2 separate regions of the Mus musculus genome follow, and region 1 is linked to region 2. A link is a contact called in public Hi-C data. All regions are on one chromosome and are shown on one strand. Each heading gives the region's core, a stretch centred on a gene start, on an enhancer-like site or on the middle of the called end of the contact. The rest is flanking DNA. Distances are from core to core; before and after follow the strand shown.

Region 1 (6,069 bases), core at 2,714-5,213, 480 kb after region 2:
TATTTGAGTGCAACTTAGAGAGCAGTGTGGAGAGCATCATCTCACCAAAGGTAGGTGCTGCTGGTGACGCTCAGCTACTCGCCGTGAGATGGGTGGGCTTGTAGAACAACGGTGGCTGTGTCCAAAGCAAGAGAAGCCGATGTGGAGAGTCTCGGATTTTCCCTCATTATTTTAATTTTTAACCATTTAAGATAACAATGATCATAATGTATAGACTGATTGAAAATTTCTCTTTAGAATCGCTAGCTTGACTCACATTGGTATTAATATGTATGTATGTATGTATGTGTATGTATATATATATATATATATATAGAGAGAGAGAGTTGATAGTTATTGTAGGAAGAGTGAGGGATCCAGAGGGTAATGAGCTGGGATGGAAGGTCATGTCCTTCCTAGAACAGTTCTAATTTGAAGTTTTTAACAACATGAAGACTTGACAGCCTAGAGAAATCCTTTCATAGTATTTGCTTTTCTGCTAGGATATTGAAACTGCATATGTTGTACACAGTATTAGTTTTATTGTCAACATAAGAGTAAGTTATATTGTCTTGTAATTGACTACATTCAGAAACTATGTTTATAGCTCATTTAATTGTTGCACACACCAGAGTCCGTTACCTGCAGAATTTACAGGATTTGAAGCAGACCTCAGCTGGGGTGAAGTCATTCATAAGATCAGTATAAGACTTTAAGTCTGGAACTATAAGTCATTGTTTGGGTTGAGTGTGGCTTTCCTATGCCTCCTCTGTTGGGATAGTTTACATTATTTCTAACTTTTTGAACTCCTAATTCTGTTCTGTGTAATCCAGCCATTGAAGCCACGGCAGCAAAATGATATAGTAGAGAAAAGGTGGTCTTTTCAGGCCAGGGAGATGGCTTAAGGAGTAAAAGTGCTTGATGTGTAAGCCTAATGACCTGAGCTCGGGTCCCTAGAACTCAGTAAAAGCAGACTGAGGTGACTCTGATCCTGTGGCGAGAAAGGCTTTGGAAAAAGGAAACTCCTCCTCCTGCCACCACCCCAGCCCCACTGCACAGAGGCTCCTCGGCTAGTTATAGTGCAGTTCACAGCACAGTGGTAAACTAGGAGAGACGGGCCCTTGTTTGCCTTTAAAAAAAGGACAGACAGACAGACAAATGCACGAGGAGAAGCCCAACAGTGGTTCAGTAGGTTAAGTTATTTGCTTAAGGTGGACCGAACCATGTGAGTTGAGTCTCTGGGACCTATGTAGTAGAAGTACCTACTCCTGCAAATTGTCCTCTGGCAAACAGACAAATGTGCCCACTAAATAAATGTAATTAGAAAAAATGGTGGTGGGCAAATTCTGAGCCCTGGTGTTGTTCTGTAATCCTATAGACATGTATGCACATAAACATTATACCTGCATATTTAACAGTTGAAGAGTAAATGTTTTTCTTAAAGGGTGGTCTTATTTAATAAATAGTGCTAGAACAAATGATATCAGCATGTATGAAGACAAATCTGGAGACATAACTTATTTCTTGTAAAAATAAGTTAACTCAGGGTCATAGGCCTAAAATGTGAAGTATAAAACTAGAATATAACCTATTAAGACTCAAAAAAAGCCTATGATGAAATATGCCAAAAATTTTAGGCAGATGTTAACTGTAAGCCCAAAGTCTTTTTCCTTGATACTTACCCAGAAGTAGTTGAAAACTTAATGTCTATATTTAAAAACAAAGAGATGTTCATAGCATCTTTACTCAGACTTGCCACAACATACAAAGCGTTTAGGAGCTCCTCAGTGGATGTGTTGATAAAAACTGGCCTATGCATAGACTGCTCTGCAAAGGCTTTCTACTGCAGAGTTCTGACTGCAGGACACGCTTGGAAAGGCACGGCTGGCTACAAAGGTAGTGAAAATCTGAGGGGTTGGGGCAAGAAGGAAGTATGAGTAGGCAGACCACAGGCTTGATTTAGAGCAGTAGAGCTGTCTGCCATAACTGTGATGGTGAGTTCATGACCCTGTCCATTTAGTCCATCTAAGTGTAGAGGTACTTGAAAACCAAAAGTGGGCTTTGGGTTACCATATATTGCTGTATAATTTATCACTTATAAATGTACCAGTATGCCGGGTGATACAGAGAGTAGGCCACTCCTGCTGGAACAGGGGAGTGTACAGGAAATACCTACTTTTCCTTACTCATGTGTGAGTGAAAGGTGCTCTGAAAATGTGCTGGCTATAGCAGACATTGTACTACAGCTCAGAATAGAGCTTTTTAAAATTCAGTCCTAAAAATACAGTGCCATGTACAATAAACATGCACGTATGGAACTATATGTATGTGCAGGGTTTACTGTCTGCACATAAAAACATACACACACAAAGCCTACAGTATGCTTTCTGTGCACTAGTTGGAAAGCAGAAGTTCGTGTACACACACACACACACACACACACACACGTGCATACTTGTTGACAGAAGATGAGACTGGAGAGATAGCATTCTTTTCTTTCTTTTTTTTTTTTTCCTTTTATTTTTGTTTTTGTTTGTTGTTGTTGTTGTTTCGTGACAGGGTTTTTCTGTGTAGCCCTGGCTGTCCTGGAACTCACTTTGTAGACCAGGCTGGCCTCGAACTCAGAAATCCACCTGCCTCTGCCTCCCAAGTGCTGGGATTAAAGGCATGTGCCACCACACCCAGCGCATTCTTTTTTTTAATATCCATAAATCTCAAAACTACTTTGGCTCTAAGGATACTTGTTATAATGTACATAGAGTACTTTGTACACTACAAAAAGTCTGAGAGATAAGAGTGTGTTAGCAGGCATATGTATCAAAAGATGGCCTAGGCGGCCATCACTGGAAAGAGAGGCCCATTGGACTTGCAAACTTTATATGCCCCAGTACAGGGGAATGCCAGGGCCAAAAAGGGGGAGTGGGTGGGTAGGGGAGTGGGGGTGGGTGGGTATGGGGGACTTTTGGTATAGCATTGGAAATGTAAATGAGCTAAATACCTAATAAAAAATGGGAAAAAAAAGAGTGTGTTAGCAGATATAGATAGTTTGACATTAAAGATAACTGGTGGACCCCACAAATTACTCACTTAACATTTTTCAATCATTGTGGGTCTTTATTAGGGTTTAGTGTAATATGGTGTGAAGCTATTGGCCCAGGGAGCTGGCCTGAAACTGCTGAGCATTTCATGCTGAGGAAATGGTTTATTTGTTGAGGTTGGGGTTGCTCTGCCTTACCTGGGAGCTTCTATGAACTTTCCCAACTCCTCCCATTTGAAGAACCATCCCAGGCCCCCTTTGTTTAGCATATAGCCGGTGGCCAACTTACTGTATTTACATCCTTCTGCTTAAAGCACGTCTTACCTAACTTTACCCACTCTAAACCAAACTAGTACAGGCGCTACATTTGGAGGTTGCTCATTGTAGACATGGAAGGGGTTCTGTCATTCTTTCTGTGTCCTGGATTTGATCAGATTTGTTATTATTTGAGAGGTCTAAAAATTTACAGTAGCAAGTTTGTTAGTCTTGCTTTAAATCACATAAGATGACCATAAATACAGAGGCTAGATTGCAGAGGAGTCCTAGACAGATGCGGTGCTAACATACAATGGACATAATTTTAAACATATCTTTTAATGAGTATGTTTTTACCATAGAATTTGGGAAGCTTGAGTTTATGGTATGATTTGAATGAAGAACTATCTGGGGGAACTTTTGAGTTCATGTTTTTTATTCTTTGAATTATTTGTAGCCAGGAAAGTTTTGAATATTTCTGTGTCTGTTTAGGTCATTATTGTGTCTTCTGATCTAGTATTAGGAAGTAATTAACAGTGCTTAACAAAAGGAAAAGTGTTAAAGGGACATTCCAAGACAGATCTAATTGGTCCCTAGCACAGAGATGAGCCAAAGCCTTAGCTCGTTGACTGTCCTTTGGTGCATCATCACCCACACAGCAGGAAAGGGAGAAGACAGAGACATTCTGTTATTTCAAAGCCCTTCTCAGAAATCCGCTGGCAAGCCCCACCTTTCTTTCTCAGTTGACTGAGGTATGTGTGTGCGCCTGCTCAATAAGACGTTTTAACCGACAGGTCTGAAATAATCTTTCTTTTTTTTAAGGCCAGGAGTGTTTGCTTCTAAAACAAAATCACAATCCTTGGTGTGCTGATGGCAACATCCATGGGAAGATCGGCTTTCTGCTTCATAGCTGCCTTTATGTCTAAGTGAATTTATGAATTACTGTCGTTTAGTCTGTGTTAGGGGAGTTAGGAAATGGTAAGGTGCAAATATTTATTAACCGACTTTAAATCACCCAGAAAATAAAGAAAAAGCACAAGATCCTTATAAATAGCACAGGATATGCACTTTCCAGTACACTGCCCTCGAATGTAATCCACTGACCGTGGATGTAATGCTCATCTCTTGCTCAGGTGAAGATGGCGCTGCGGACGTCAGGACACCTTCTCCTGGGAGTAGTCCGCATCTATCACAGGAAAGCCAAATACCTCCTCGCAGACTGTAATGAAGCATTTATTAAAATAAAGATGGCGTTTCGGCCAGGTAGTGTGCCTTTCTTTGTTTTTTAACCTGTGAGGCTTCCCATACCATGGTGGAAACTGCTAATTGTGTGTTCTAGATAGGTGTGGTTTTTTTCATAGCAGCTCCCATTGTAGGGAGCACTGTCCATTTTTAGACTCGGTGTTTACCTAGTCTCAGCAGCTTGCAGCAGCTGAGTCATCGGAGCAGACATGCTGCAAACTGTTGATGTGTGAATTATAAAAGGTGGCTCAAAATGCAACTGGGTGGGGGGCTGGCTTTTTCCCCCTGAACAGTCTTAACATAATTTTAAAATCACATGCACTTTTAATCCTGAGACATTTCATTTAATGGTCTTTGTCGTGTCAGTTTTACAGTTTTGCTTGAGGTAAGATTTGGTTCTAGAACCAACCAAAGTAAATAGTATCTGTAGTATTCATCTGGACTCACATTCTACAATTTGAAATGATGAAATGTTGCTGTTTTAAATGATCAGACTATGTGCTGCGGATAGTGGAGTTGTCAGGGTGCTTGGAGGCAAGCACGGAGGGCCTGAGGGCAGTCTCCAGTGACGATGGAAAAGGCTGGCAATGGTGGCCCCTGCCTCTGCTGTGTACTGTAGGGAGGAGATGGGCTCATCCCAGGGCCTCTCTGACCAGCTAGCTTTGTAGAATCAGTGAGATAGACGTGATGTGTCAGGGTGCTTTTATATAGCAGCTTCCGTTGATGCTATATTCTAATACTTCTATTTTAGTACATGATAGTAAACTACCTACTACTTTATTTTTGTGTGATAAAGTATATTTATTGCATATAGCACGCTAGACAGTAGTTTTTTTTGTTTTTCGGTTTTTCGAGACAGGGTTTCTCTGTGTAGCCCTGGCTGTCCTGGAACTCACTTTGTAGACCAGGCTGGCCTCGAACTCAGAAATCCGCCTGCCTCTGCCTCCCAAGTGCTGGGATTAAAGGCATGTGCCACCACGTAGACAGTAATTTTTTTGTCCTTTATAGTTGTCATGTTATTTTTAAATACTTTTATCTGGAAAATTTTGAACATAGCCAACATTTTGTGATCCTTTTCCTAAGATAACCACCTCCTACTTAGGGAGTTGCTTTGGTTCTGTAAACATGAAGGGCATGAGTCCCTCGCCCACATTATAAGAAAAAAACGACAAACACTGAGCTTCAGTGGCACCTGTAATCCCAGTGCAGGGGAAGAAGAAACAATGCCTTGGGCTTCTTTTTTTTTTTTTTTTAAGATTTATTTATTTATTTATTTATTTATTACATGTAAGTACACTGTAGCTGTCTTCAGACCCTCCAGAAGAGGGAGTCAGATCTCATTACGGATGGTTGTGAGCCACCATGTGGTTGCTGGGATTTGAACTTCGGACCTTCGGAAGAGCAGTCGGGTGCTCTTACCCACTGAGCCATCTCACCAGCCCTTGGGCTTCTTTTACAGCCTTGGCCTGATAATTGTTGAGTTCCAAATGCAATGAGACCTTGTGTCAAGAAAGGTATCGAGCAGTTGGAAAAAGTCCCCTGACCTGGACCTCTGC
Region 2 (5,764 bases), core at 2,277-4,776:
ACAGATAAATTGGTGCAGACTTGTCTCCTGGGACCTTCTTGCCCGAGCAAACATGTCCCTTGTCAGCTGGTTAGGAACAGGTACTGAGATCTGGTCCATTCCAACTCTCCTTTATCTGTCACTTTCAAGGTCAATGAAAGCTGTGACCTCCTATAAGAGCAAAATTGTTGCTTTCTTCCTAACCTTTGTCTTACAAAACCTGTGTCTTCTTTTGTGACCATTTTTTATCTTCATTTGACCAATAAGGAAAAGTGGCTCATAGAATACTGGTAATTGACCCAAATCTAAACAGCAAGGAGAACTGGATTCAAATGTCAAGGACCTTGACCGGATCAATACTATTAGGCAGTATGCATGACTGGAAAGTCTGAGCATCTTTCAAAGGAGACATGGATATCATGGAGTTCCAATCAAAGAGTATTTCTGGTTCTGAAAAAATTACACTCTTTATTGGACAGGTCTTTAGACAGGCCAGATACAGATTAGTCAAGACCATTTTTTAATGAAATTGTATTTTATATTGTATGTTAATTACTTGCTATTGCAGAATTAATAAGGAAACTTAGAGGAGGCTTGCCATCTTTTATCTTGTGATTTAAGGGTAATTTGTGCTGCCTTTCTGCACCCTTTTCTTAAAGACTTTATATTCTCTTTTAAAGTAAGATTTATTTATTATATTTTAGAATTGGGAGGCAATGAGGGAGGGAAAGAGGGAGGGATGGAAAGAAGAATAGAGGGCAGAAATAGAAAGAGAGAGAGGAAGAAACAGAGACAGAGTTAGGGAGTAGTATGTGTTTGTGCGTGCATGGACCCACAAAGGCTGGAAGGGGTGTTAGAGTCTCTGGAACTAAAGTTACAGGAAGTTGGAAACTGTTAGATTTGGCTGCTGGGGACCAAGCTAGAAACTTCTGCAAGAGAAGTAAGAGCCTTTCACCACTGAGTGTTATATTCTTATGAGAATTTCCTTCTATCATTCTACTTAAGGCTGGGAAGTAGAACTCTTTAGGAATAAAATCGCTTAAGATTTTTTTTTCCTAAACTGAATAGCTAACATATCTTAAAACATGAAATTTTCTTGAAGAGGGGTTTTGTCTGTGTCTTGGCTTTTAAAACATAAATAATATTAATAATATTTGGAACTGAAAGATAACATAGGTAATTTTTCCAACAACAAATATGTTCTTTTAAAAATTAATTTTAAATTATTACTATTATTATTATTTGCATGTGTGCATATGATATGCAAGTGTGGATATGCATGTGCCCCGGTTTGCCCTAGGATCAAAGTCAGGTCACCAGACTTGCACTGCAATGTCTTTACCTGCTGAGCCATCTCACAGATAACTTCTTTCTATCTCTCTCTATCTATATCCATATCTTGTATATCACTATAGATAAACAGATTTATAGTAGATAGATATAGATAGCTAGAGAAATGGAGAGATAGATAGATAGATAGATAGATAGATAGATAGATAGATAGATAGATTGATTCACATTGGGGGCCCATTGTGTTATTTTATGAATACACCGTGTCTTAGTTTGGGTTCTATTGCAGTGAAGAGACACCATGACCAAGACAACTCTTATAAAGGCAAACATTAATTTTGGGGCTGGCTTGCAGTTTCAGAGGTTTATTTAGTCCATCATCACCATGGTGGGGAGCATGGCAGCATGCAGTGTAGGCAGACTTGGTACCGGAGGAACCAAGAGTTCTACATCTTGATCTGAAGGCAACAGAAGGAGATTGTCTTCCACAGCCAGCCAGAAGGAGGCTCTCTTCCACACTGGGCAGAGGCTGCACACAGGAGGAAACCTCAAAAGCCTGCCTGCTCAGTGACACACTTTCTCCAACAAGGCCTCACCTACTTCAACAAGGCCACACCTTCTAATAGTGCCATGTCCCATGAGCCAAGCATATTCAAATCACCACACACTGTGTAAGTATCAGACCTGAAATTTCATTTAAATGATTAATATAAATCTTATTTCTCAGGCAATTGTTAACCTTAAGGTAGTTTTTAATGTCATAATTTTGTGTTGATCCAATGAGACAAGTATTTCAAACATAAGAGTTTCCTTGGAAAGAGTGTGTATGGATGTGTGTGTGTGTGTATGGATGTGTGTGTGTGTGTGTGTGTGTGTGTGTGTGTGTGTGTGTGTTTGGGGTGTGTGTGTGTGTGATTTAGCAATTGATTTTAATAATAACCACAGCCTAACATAACACACATTTATCTAAACACAACAAACCTGCTTCGACATAGAATGTAGAAAAAAAGGCCAGAGTCTTAGGAGATGATTAAATGTTTGTAAAACACTTGTGCCTAGCAAGTTTCATCAGAGGGTCACATTACAGTTGTGAAAAGCTACACCATGTAAATAATTGGATCATTTCCATAGAAGACATTGTAAATATATAACCTGAAAACTTTCTCACTATCTTTTAAAAATTCTTGCCCTTATTGCTTGGTTATTTTGCTGAGGGTTACTATAAGTTTAATATGCTTTTACATATTAGCAATAATTTCTATGAAACATTCTATATTAACTTTATATCATGACAACCGAACTTGTATTGATACTTAATGCACATATGTGTGATATATTTTTGTGCCTGAGGCCATTTATCTGCAAATATTGCTGCTGAAGGTTAGGCTAGCTGTTTCCTGGCTGTCTCCAAATTGCTACAGGATGGATTTTCTCAGACACAGAGTGTGCGTGGTCAAGATCTGTATCTTGCCCATATCGTTAGTTTCTTGTACAGCTGGATCTGTCCCAGTTCACTGCCCCAGAGCAAACAGAAGCTATTAATATTTTAATGAATTACCTTTGGGGCGCCATGGAAAAAAGAAGAAAAGAAGAAGAAGAAAGCAATAAGATTGCCAGTTTCCCTGAGGGATTGGGAAGCCTGAGGCAGTTTCATCTCCTGTCAGCCTTGGTCCTTGAAATGTTTCCCTTGCTAAGTCTCCACACTGTCATTTCTGACTATCTTGGCATGCCTCAGCTACACCATAGTCAGCTCTTCCTTTCTGTTTTGCAATTATCCAGTTTGCTGCTGGGGAAAAAGACAATCTCTAGGCAGTGTTTGTAACACATTTGGGACCATTTGGGGAAAGGAGAGAGAGAGAGAGAGAGAGAGAGAGATTGATTTAACTCTAAGCTAAAAATCACATCCTATTTCCTCATTAAATAAAAGGTAGTGTTCATATCTGATATTAGCCTTGACTAATACTATCATGAAAGATTCATTTCTAGTCAGCACCCATAAAGACTTTCTTAAATGTCAGTGACAAAGAAACCCCAAAAGTATTGTGCATCTTCCTGGTGAGTTTACTCCAGGTTTGAGCAGTGCATTAAATCTAGCTCTGGGATTTTTCAGCCCTTGAAGCCATGCCGGTTAAAGGCATGCTTGCAAAGTGTGACAGAGCCACTAGATGGCAGGAGTGCACCGCCTAAGATGAGAGCCATCCTCAAGCAGATAGCTTCAGCCTCCCTCCTGGCAGATGTGGGGGAGGAGTTGCTGATTATTGATTGGTTCACTGACCCCTGTCTCCTCCTCTTCTCCTCTAGCTCTAATTGCAATCCTGGATGCGATTCTCCCATGGCCACCTCTGTCAGGGTGGGTGGCTTCAAAAACTGTCTTGCTGGACCCTGTAAGTGGATCTGCAAGATGACACAGCCTCTTTAGTTCAAGGTGGTCTGAATATCTTTTAACTTACCCAGCCCAGTAATCCTGGAAACTGTCAGAAAAGAGTCCTAAATATGCCCCTGACTGGGAATGCTAGTTTCTCCAAGGATTAGTGTGGTGGGTCAATAAACCTGCCTCTGATTAACACACCTGGTTTTTCTACCATGCTTGTCTTTGCTCATTCATTTCCTCTTCCATTAAATGTGTATGTCGTTCCTACCATGAATTAGGTGCCAGGAATACAACCATGGATGAGACATATTCAGGCCCTTTAGGAAGTCTTCTGTTTAGGTACCAGAGGTTTTTAAAGGCATGATAGATGAGTGATAGTTGATACAGAAAGGGCAGATGCAGGACATGTTAGCATCTCTGTTGTAGAAGATAAAGAATACAGACGATTAGAAATGGGACAGGCAAGGAGTTGGAATAGGAAAATCTCAACCTAATGTCTAACCTAGAGATTAGAAGAATCTGCAACTGAGGTAGGAGAGGGTGCTGTGAAGGAAGAAGTTGTCTGGCTAATGTGAAGCCAGGCATGTGGGCAGAGGACGAACAAACCAGGACCAGATTGAGACAGTCTCCCCCATGCTTCGACAAAAACATTTCTGCTTGAACTTCTTTGATCAGTGGAGAGCTGTGAAAGATCAAGTAAAAGGCAGAGCCCTGGTCCTATCCAGTATTATAGACAGATCAGGCCAGAGCCCTGCTCCTATCCAAACATAGACAGATCATGGCAGAGCCCTGTTCCTATCTAGGTTTTGTAGAGACATCATTCTGATGGCAGTAAGAGAGAGGACAGTGTTAGAAAATTACAAAGTTTGTACAATTACAAAAACCACAAGTTAGATCATGTAGGGACACAGTCAGTATCCTATGAGCAAGATCAGGAGGATATTTGGAGGGTTTTGTTGTTGTTGTTGTTGTTTGTTTGTTTTGTATACATAGAGTGAGAAAACTACTGACTAACAAATGACTTCCTTTGTCTGCGGCAAGTACAAAGAAAGAGTAGCCAGTGAGTGGGCAGTTAATGTTGAATCTCAATGTATAATGTTCAAATAGCACAAAACTGTAAATTTGCATCATCCCCCCAGCTCCCTGACATGAGTGGCTTCATGCATGGTAGGCTTTACATAAAACGATATCTGGCTGATATATAGCTTCAGGATGAAAGAAAGCACTAGTTTCCTAATCTTCACGGAGCTGAGAGATCAACTTTTTTTCTCTCCTTAATAAATTCCTTCCTTGAGTTTGTTTCTATTACACATTTTGGATTTGGCTGCACATACTGTATTTTCAAAGCCTTCAATAGACATCTCAGTAAAACTAAAGTAGAAGTTGCTCAGGACGAATCAGCAAGCACTGAATTGATAGCACCCCAGAAAGCAATATAAAAATATGTTTTGAATGGAATGTGTATACAATTCTTAGAGGTACTTTTGACACATAATTTGGAAGTTTTCTATGATTAATAGTACCATGGGAATTGAAATAAAGAAAGGAAGATGAGAGAAAGAGAGGGAGAGGGAGAGGGAGAGGGAGAGGGAGAGGGAGAGGGAGAGGGAGAGGGAGAGGGAGAGGGAGAGGGGGAGGGGGAGAGGAAGGGGGAGGGGGAGAGGAAGGGGGAGGGGGAGGGGGGAAGGAAGGAAATGAGACAAACAATTGAGTTATCTAAACTTCCTGGCATTCTAAAAACACACAAATCAACAACAACAACAACAAACCAAGGAAGCATAACAGAAGATAGCTAAACATTTAAGTTCTGAAAGAAGAGAATTGAATGCATGGTCCACAGACTGATGCACTGTAAACACATGAAGAACTGTGGCCTTCTGCAGGTCCAGGCGTCAGCCAACAGTGCATGTCCTGACTCAAGATTTATTGCTCTTTACTAGGTTGCAAGCACAGCTAACCAACACAGGTACCTTCCTTCTCATCACTCTTAGGCCCCACGAAGGACAACAGATCTCAGGCAAGGAAACACAAGTGCAATGCATTGCCTTAATAAATACGAACCTTGAACTAACTCTCCAATATTTCTCTTCTTTGTGACTGTGCTTCCGTAGAAAGAAATGTGTG

Evidence for each region. A called contact is a pair of places that touch in the nucleus more often than the background predicts.
Region 1: a contact with region 2 is called in a Hi-C map of embryonic stem cells, with 3 times the contacts expected there. The contact joins two enhancer-like sites. A contact is called at or near these places in 2 of 39 promoter capture datasets (hippocampal neurons and liver), 8 of 484 Hi-C or Micro-C datasets (Sertoli cells, cerebellar granule neurons, embryonic somatosensory cortex and 4 more), 2 of 115 datasets of contacts at active chromatin or transcription factors (a beta-TC-6 cell line and embryonic stem cells) and 1 of 9 other capture datasets (embryonic stem cells).

What each region holds. Positions count from the first base shown.
Region 1 is chr15:51,976,510-51,982,578 of GRCm38.p6, reverse strand. Rad21 (RAD21 cohesin complex component) reads left to right here. Exons shown (of 14, transcript NM_009009.4): 2 at 1-50; 3 at 4,405-4,534. Among named protein-coding and RNA genes, the nearest start is that of Gm52217, 11 kb to the left of the region's middle. Within about 2 kb of position 3,963, at least 18 of the 459 cell types and tissues checked have an H3K27ac peak or open chromatin away from gene starts, as enhancers often do.
Region 2 is chr15:52,456,698-52,462,461 of GRCm38.p6, reverse strand. No RefSeq gene overlaps it. Among named protein-coding and RNA genes, the nearest start is that of Gm41322, 14 kb to the right of the region's middle. Within about 2 kb of position 3,526, at least 22 of the 459 cell types and tissues checked have an H3K27ac peak or open chromatin away from gene starts, as enhancers often do.